Regions from separate parts of the Callithrix jacchus genome. Here region 2 is linked to region 1. A link is a contact called in public Hi-C data. All regions are on one chromosome and are shown on one strand. Each heading gives the region's core, a stretch centred on a gene start, on an enhancer-like site or on the middle of the called end of the contact. The rest is flanking DNA. Distances are from core to core; before and after follow the strand shown. Region 1 has its middle 110 kb from the start of GALNT15. Region 2 overlaps LOC128929987 (a long non-coding RNA gene).

Region 1 (3,699 bases), core at 720-3,219:
AAATTCAGTCAGGTTCCCCAGATCTGACAGAAAGCATATTAAAATAGAAAACTAGAAGAAAGCAGGATTCAGGATTTAAAAATAGCAGGCCATAAAAAATAAGGATGAAGGGCTGCCCAGTGTGACCACTATCATGCCAGAATTTGTCTGCCATTTACTAGCTTTGTGGTCTTCTCTGTGCCTCAGCTTTTCATCTATGAAATAGTAATAATAAAAGTAACTACTTCCTCCGACTGTTTAGAGGAGTGAACGAGTTAGTGTGTGTCAAGTGCTGGGAACAGTGTCTGGCACATTGTAAGCAGTGTATGCACGTTAGCTTAGTGGTTCCTCTAGGAGGAAGCACCATGCTTACCATCTGCCCGGTATCTCTGACTCCACCACTGTGACGCTTTTGTAATGTGTCAACTTAGCTACTAGAACTACATTTCCCAGAATTCCTTCCCTATATGGTCTAGATAGAATTGCCATATGAAGAATCTGCATGAGATTTGGAAGGTGAATGTGGAGCATCAGCCATCACTGTCTGGAGGTCAGTGTCAGGCACAAGGGGCTGCTGCAGCTTCACTCGTCCTGGACCTGCACAGGACAGCAGCTGGGCCTGCACCTCCTCTCCTCCTTCTGGACCTCCTCCTGTAGCTGCTCTGGCCAGGTATATGTGTCGCTCCATGATGGAGGATCCAGCTTGCAGGTCACCCATGTGGTTGAGATTGAAATGGCAGAAGACAGATAGGGCTTGGAGTTGGTCCCATGGATTTCAGTTGGGCCTCATGGAATCCCGTTTGTCTTCACAGATTTTAGTGCTCCTTGCTTTTCTGCACTTCACGTCCAGCTTTCCATCCAAAAGGCCTGGCCTGCTGACCCATAGCAACTTCAGGATTGGCCCACCAAATGCAGAGGGATCAGCCTAGCACAGACATCTCCACGAGCTCCCACCATGACCCAAGGTCTAATCTCTATTGCAGATCTGTGTTTTTCTACATCACTCATGGTGGTCATTTGGCCCTGATTGAATCTTGGCTGATACATCCCTCACCCCATTACCTTGTGAGCTGGATATAAGACAGTGGTAGCATGGGAAGCTCAGGGTTCTGTGGAACACATTTTGCATTTATCATAACTTTAAGCATTTTGGATCCCAACTACCACCCTTTGCCTTCTCACTATTTTCCCAGAACTTCTCTGTGGGAGGACTTTGAGCAATAAGGAAAGAATATTGACTGCTGAAATCTCCACAGAAAAAATATCCAATTTCTGGCTTCAGCACAGGGGTGGGTGGGGTTAACCACAGATTTGTCATCAGGTTTTAAAATCAAAGCAGTAAGATTTTCCTAAAAATAAATGAAGAAGAAAAAAAGAATTCTATTTACCTCAATATTGCTGTTTTCACAATATCTGAGAACAAGTTGTACAGAGTAATACAAATGCTAAGAAGGTGGGTCCGAATGAAATACAGAATTCATAAGAGGATGTTGTTACTCAGAGGAAAGGCAGCCCAGTGTGCTTCGAGATGGTATTGCAGCAATGAAAACAAGCTCAATGTTCATGTCAGATAAACATGAGTCACAGCTCTGGAAGGTTAGCAAGTGACTCATCTTCAGGACTGGGCACTTAGTGAAGACAACTGTTTACCTCAGCCCTGCGGTTGTGGACACAAACATTCTTTTCTTCCCTTGTGACTGGGTCACTGGGAGATGCTGGTGCAGCCACGTGCATCGGCACCCCAGCTTCCACCACACAGACGCTCACCTCTCCTGCCCCATGATGCCTTCCACTCTCTGCTCTCAGCCTTTCACTGTCCTTAGGGGTGGAAATTCTCTAAAATCAATGGGTTTCCTGGTAAATGGGGGAGAAAATACTTCAGAGCCTCTCCTTGCAAGGAGGGGCCATTGTTAGGAACTTTTGGGCTGACATGCTGTGGCTGAGTCCAGGGGGCAACAAAGAACAGACCAGTTTCAAACTTGGTCAGCTAGCCAAAAAAAAAAAAGGAGCTAAAGGGAGTGTAGAGACTCTGGTGGAGGCAGGGCAGAGCCAGAGTCAGGGAGAGGATCCTCCCCTGTCAGTGGGTGGTAGTGAGGACTGGAGTCAGGGCCACAGCAAGGTCAGGGATGGAGGAATGGAGGAGAATTCATGCAGGAGAAGCTTGGCTGGAGCTGTAGTGAATCAGAGGGGGCATCACCAGCAGGGCTCTGGCTAGTTGCACTATTGTCCTTTTCTGCCTTGTCTGAGTTGTTTTGTTACCAGAACCCAGAGTGTCTACTGCTGTAGCCATAGAGGCTGACTGCTCAGGAAGCAGGGTGGCAGTGGAGGCATGTCATCCGGAGAAACACACATCCTTGCACCAGGACACATGAACAACAATGTCCACAGCGGCATTGCTCATAACAGCTCCAAGTGAGAAATAGCCAAATGACATCAGCCTCGGAGGTGCTGAATTTATAAGTAAGCTGGCTGTTTATACAGTGGAATAAATACTATCTTCATTTCCTAGGGCTGTCATAACAAATTAGTGCAAACCAGTGGCTTAAAATAACAGAAATTTATCATTTCACAATTGAGGAGGCTAGAAGGCTCAAATCAAGGTGTGAGGAGGTTGTTTCCTTCTGGAGGCTCTCAGGGAGAACCTGCTCCATGCCTGTCTCCCAGCTTCTGGTCTTTGCCAGCAATCCTTGGCATCCCCTGGCTTGTAGCTGTCATCACTCCCATCTCTGCCCCCCTCTTCACATGGTGTTCTCCTTGTTTTCTCTCAGTGTCTTCACATGAACATCTTATAAGGACAACAGTCACTAGACTTAGGGCCCACCCTAATCCAGTATGAGTCATTTTAACTGATTACATCTGCAAAGGTCCAAATGAGGACCAAATGAGGTTTCCAAATGAGGTCACATTCTGAGGTTCTATGTGAATGTGAATTTTTGGGGGGACACTATGCAACCAGTGCAAATACTATACAACCATGAAAATGAATGAACTACAGCTGCATGCAGCAACATGGTGAAACACAGACATGATATTCAGGAACAAAAGTTAGGTGCCAAAGAGTGTGTACTGTGGTGTTACACTAGGCGATTCAAAGTCAGGGAGAGTTAAACTGTAGTGCTTAGGAATGCATACTTTGTGATACACAGGATATATGTATCATAATGAAAAGCAGGTAAATGATTCCCATAAAAGGCAGGATAGGGGTTACCTTTAGGAGGGAAAGGAGTATGAGAGGGGTTCCTGGGATGCTGGAATGTTCTCTTTCTTCACATGGCTGGTGGTTGCAAGAGTGTTCATTTTTTGATATTTCATGAAGCGGTTTTATTTTCTGTACCTGCTATTTTTCACAATAGAGCAAGGGGGTGACAGGTAACCTGCAGTTCCGGGTTCTGGCACCAGTTACTGAGTTTTGGGTAAGTTGTCTCCCTGGACCTCGGTTTCCTCATCCATAAAATGAGGAGGCTGGAGACAATGCTCTCCAAGCTCATTAAAATATAACTCATTTAATTCTCCAGGCATTTCTCAAAGAGAGGAGGACCCCCCTCTCTTTGTAAACATTATGTTTACAAAAAAGGAAACTCTTGAGAGAGTCACCGTAACTTAGTTAGACTTTGAAACCAGAAGAACCTGGAGTTAAGAGGTAGAGGTGAAGTGCAGGGGGACCCAGTGATGACAAAGGGGTTTTCAGATCATTCTGTCGTAAGGAGCAATTCAAGAGAA
Region 2 (3,699 bases), core at 589-3,088, 160 kb after region 1:
TCACCATAAGACCAGACATTACATCCTGGCCCCAGAACCCAAACAGAATGGAGAGGGTAGCAGAGGCAAGTTTTCCTCATTAATAACGTCTTTCTCTTTACTGAGAAAGCAAGATCGTTCCCAGAAGCCCCCAGCAGACCTCCCATCTGTCTCATTGGCCAGAGCCCTCTAGCAGCAAGGGTGGCTGGCACAGCGGCTAGGAAAGTACCTCAGCAAAGGCGGGAAAAGCTGGGCACATTGCCACCCAGAACTTCATAAAGGTTCTGTGAGCCACAAAGTGGGAGGTGGCTGCTGGATGGCCAGTGGCAGTGCCTGCATTTTGAGATGCCTCCTCTGCCAGGCAGGATTGGGCTCTGCTTCTTTTTTTATTGTTATGGGATGAAAATTGCAGGACACTGAGACAGAGACCTACAAAATCCTGTGCTCACAATTCCTGGATATTATCCATTCAGCTCCTGCCCTCTGCCCAAGTAGGAACCTACTCAGTTTGGGATGTGAGGACAGTGCTACCATCTGGAACTCAGCCGCCGCTGGCGTAATTGGTCAAACCCTCTGGGAAGCTGTGGTGTTCTGATCTCTTTTATCGCACAGCTTCCAACGAAATCTGTGGCCCAGGTGTGACAACCAGTAGAGCTCTTACTTTATCCTTGTCTCCGAGAGTCTGGTTTCTCCTTGCTTTCTAAAAGAAACATAAAAGGCAAGCAAGCATGGTGTGTAAAAATGAAGGGGGCAGGCTTCCCATGGGATATATGATGATTTTCTTCCTTTGGTGTAAACATATGATCTAGGAAGTTGCATGAGAATCTTGCTTAAAACAGTAATGACAGCCTTTTCACCCCATCTGCTTCCCATTAGTGGGAAAAGCCATTACTTGGTAGTATAGAGGGGCCTCTGGATTTTCTCAAGGCTTTACCATAAGGCAGATGCTTAAGACAAAATCCTCCAACCCTTTGGTTCTAATCCTCCCCTTCTTAGTCTATTCAGAAACCACAGAAGGTAACAGGATCTGGCCGAAACTCATGAGGGCTGGGCTGGTAAAGCGAAAACCTTTCGTGTGTGACAAATTTCACTGGCTGTGCTTTAGGGGGTTTGTCAAATAGTTTGCCAAATAGAGTTAAGTTTCTGGATGATGTGTTCACGATGAACAAACCGGATTATAATGCCCTTTCAAGAGTGAGTTCTAGTTCTTAGGATTACTTTGTGAATTTATAAACAGTAAATATTTATTAAATATCTGTTATTTACCAAGGTCACATCTCTAGGGCCTTGTCCAATTTGTTTTCTGAACTAATGGCTTGGATGACTTGATGAGTCACTTATGAATCAGAAAATTGCAAAATATCATCTTCACTGAACTTTATGTCAGCACAGACTCCAACAGAGTTGAATATGTACTCCCTGGTTTCTGGGAAGGCAGAGGTATTTCAAAAACAATTCCAGGAAGGCAATCAAATGCTCCTTTCGATGTGTTTGCCAAGTGGGACAGAAAATAGATCTATATTTGTAAATAACAGTCGTTTCCCAACATTCCCATGGGGATATGCCCAGCATATAGTGATCCTTAAAATATATATTTGTGAAGTAATAATCCACCTATGTTCTGATAATTTCCAAGTGTTTCTCCAGCCTTGACTCCACCCATGAACCTCAGATTCACACTCGCAAGCACCTTCAATCTACACTGGAGCCCAAGTGATCTACCTAAAGCACTCCCCTTCCATAATGTCTTCTACACTCCCCGCCACCTTCAGAACAATGCCCCGCCTCCCCAGCACAGCCTGACTACAAGTTTCTCCCTGACCCTGCCTCCACCCTCTGGACTCACCTGCCACTATTTGCCCTATCTCTGAACAGTGTTTTTGTAGTTCCCAATACAACACTATGCTTTTCCTGGTCTCCGCTCTTACCATGCTGTTCCCTCTGCACAGAATGCCCGTCCTGCCTTTTACCAGCTTCTTCTTACCTATCATGGAAGACTGGGTTTATGCATCATGTCTCTGGAGCCTTAAACCCCTAGGCTGAGTTAATTACTCCGCTTCTGGAGCACTGCATATGGAGCCCTGTCTTAACATGGACCACTTTGTGTTAAAATTATCAAAAAGGTGTTTCCTCCACTAGACTTGAAACAAATTTTGCTTTTATTTTTGCCCAAAGTCCCTAGCATAGTATGTGACTCTTGATAGGTATGTAATACATGCTTGTTGAACTTCAGCTAAAGTGACTGCAACGTCTTTTATGCCTAGACAGAAGCAGAATGAAAGTGGAAAAGAAAAATTACAGAGCTAAAATTCAGACACTTAAGAGGTTTTATTTGAGGTCAAATTTAAGAGGACTTTGTCCTGATCACTTTTTGGCTGGCTTTAGACTCTCCACATATGGCTGTAACAACTGCAGACCTCACATCCTCCCCCGACACTGCTCCAGTTTTCTTTTGCTGCATGACAAACTACCCCTAAACTTAGTGGCTTAACACAGCAACTATTATGGCTCGTGATCTTATGGCTCAGGAGTTTGGGCATGGCTCAACTAGGCAAGTCTTTTGCTTCCTGGGGCTCTAACTGGTGTCACTTGGTGGTGTTAGCTCATGGCTGTTCTTTTCTGGAGGGTACAAAAGAGCTTCTCACATGGCAGGGGCAGCTGGTGGGCTGGACTCACCTGGGCTGTTCCCTCTCCATATAATCTCAAGATCATCTCCATCATCTCTGCGGCAGCTATCTTACACAGTGGTTGAGCATCTCCAGAGACCAAGAGGGAGTCTGCCAATTTTCTTAAAGGCCAGACCTGGGACTGACATAGCATCTCCTCCAGCATCCTCCTTTGCTCAAAGCAATCGCAAGCTAGCCCAGACTCAAGGGGGAGGGAAAGCAGACCCCACCTATCCAAGGGACGAGTAGCAAAAATGTGCAGCTATCCTTCAGCTGCCATGCCCGCAGGCCCAGTGGCTAAGACTGAGTCTATGTCCCAGAATCTCCCGCAAAGCTCTTCTGCTTGCTGTGACTGAACTCACTTGCAGAATGTGCCCCTGAACTAATCTCTGTGACCAGGAGCTTGGGAAATCTTGATTAGAGCTAGAGGTGGAAACAATTCTGGCCAATATTATGGTTAAGAAACTCTGTAGGGGCTGAGTGTGGTGACACATGCCTGTAATCTCAGCATGTTGGGAGGCTGAGACAAGCAGATCTCTTGAGCTCAGGAATTCAAGACCAGCCTGGGCAACATGGCAAAAACCAGTCTCTACAAAAAATAAAAATAAAATAGCTAGGCATCATAGCACATGCCTGTAGTCCCAGCTACTCAGGAGGCTAAGGCAAGATCACTTGAGGCTGGGAGGTCCTGGCTGCAGTGAGCCATGATTGTGCCACTGCACTCCAGCTTGGGTGACAGAGAGAGACCTTGTCTTAAAAAAAAGAAAGAAAGGAAGAAAATTCTGTAAGAAGAGGTGGTGGCAGGGGTTGCTGGGGTGGTATCTTAGTTTCAGGTAACATAAGTGCAGCCTGAACAAGGCCTTGGATGCAGGTGATTTATTTGGGAGTTGATCCCAGGAAGCAGGGATCTCCCAGGAAGTGAGAGGGAAGAGTAAGATAGGGAAGGAAGAAAAGCCAATGTAAGGGTGCTGTGAGCAATGGGGTTTGATTCTTTCTGCTCTGAGATGCCCACAGAACATGTTCCGGAAGTATCCACCTCAAGAACAGCAGACTG

The links. A called contact is a pair of places that touch in the nucleus more often than the background predicts.
Region 2: a Hi-C map of skeletal muscle shows a contact between it and region 1, with 4 times the contacts expected there. The contact joins two enhancer-like sites. A contact is called at or near these places in 2 of 3 Hi-C or Micro-C datasets (both in skeletal muscle).

The regions. Positions count from the first base shown.
Region 1 is chr17:54,847,577-54,851,275 of calJac240_pri, forward strand. No RefSeq gene overlaps it. Among named protein-coding and RNA genes, the nearest start is that of GALNT15, 110 kb to the right of the region's middle. Within about 2 kb of position 1,970, at least 9 of the 16 cell types and tissues checked have an H3K27ac peak or open chromatin away from gene starts, as enhancers often do. A contact at or near this core is called in skeletal muscle, where this site is marked.
Region 2 is chr17:55,006,528-55,010,226 of calJac240_pri, forward strand. LOC128929987 (a long non-coding RNA gene) reads right to left here. Exons shown (of 3, transcript XR_008477420.2): 2 at 483-679. Among named protein-coding and RNA genes, the nearest start is that of DPH3, 29 kb to the right of the region's middle. Within about 2 kb of position 1,839, at least 3 of the 16 cell types and tissues checked have an H3K27ac peak or open chromatin away from gene starts, as enhancers often do. A contact at or near this core is called in skeletal muscle, where this site is marked.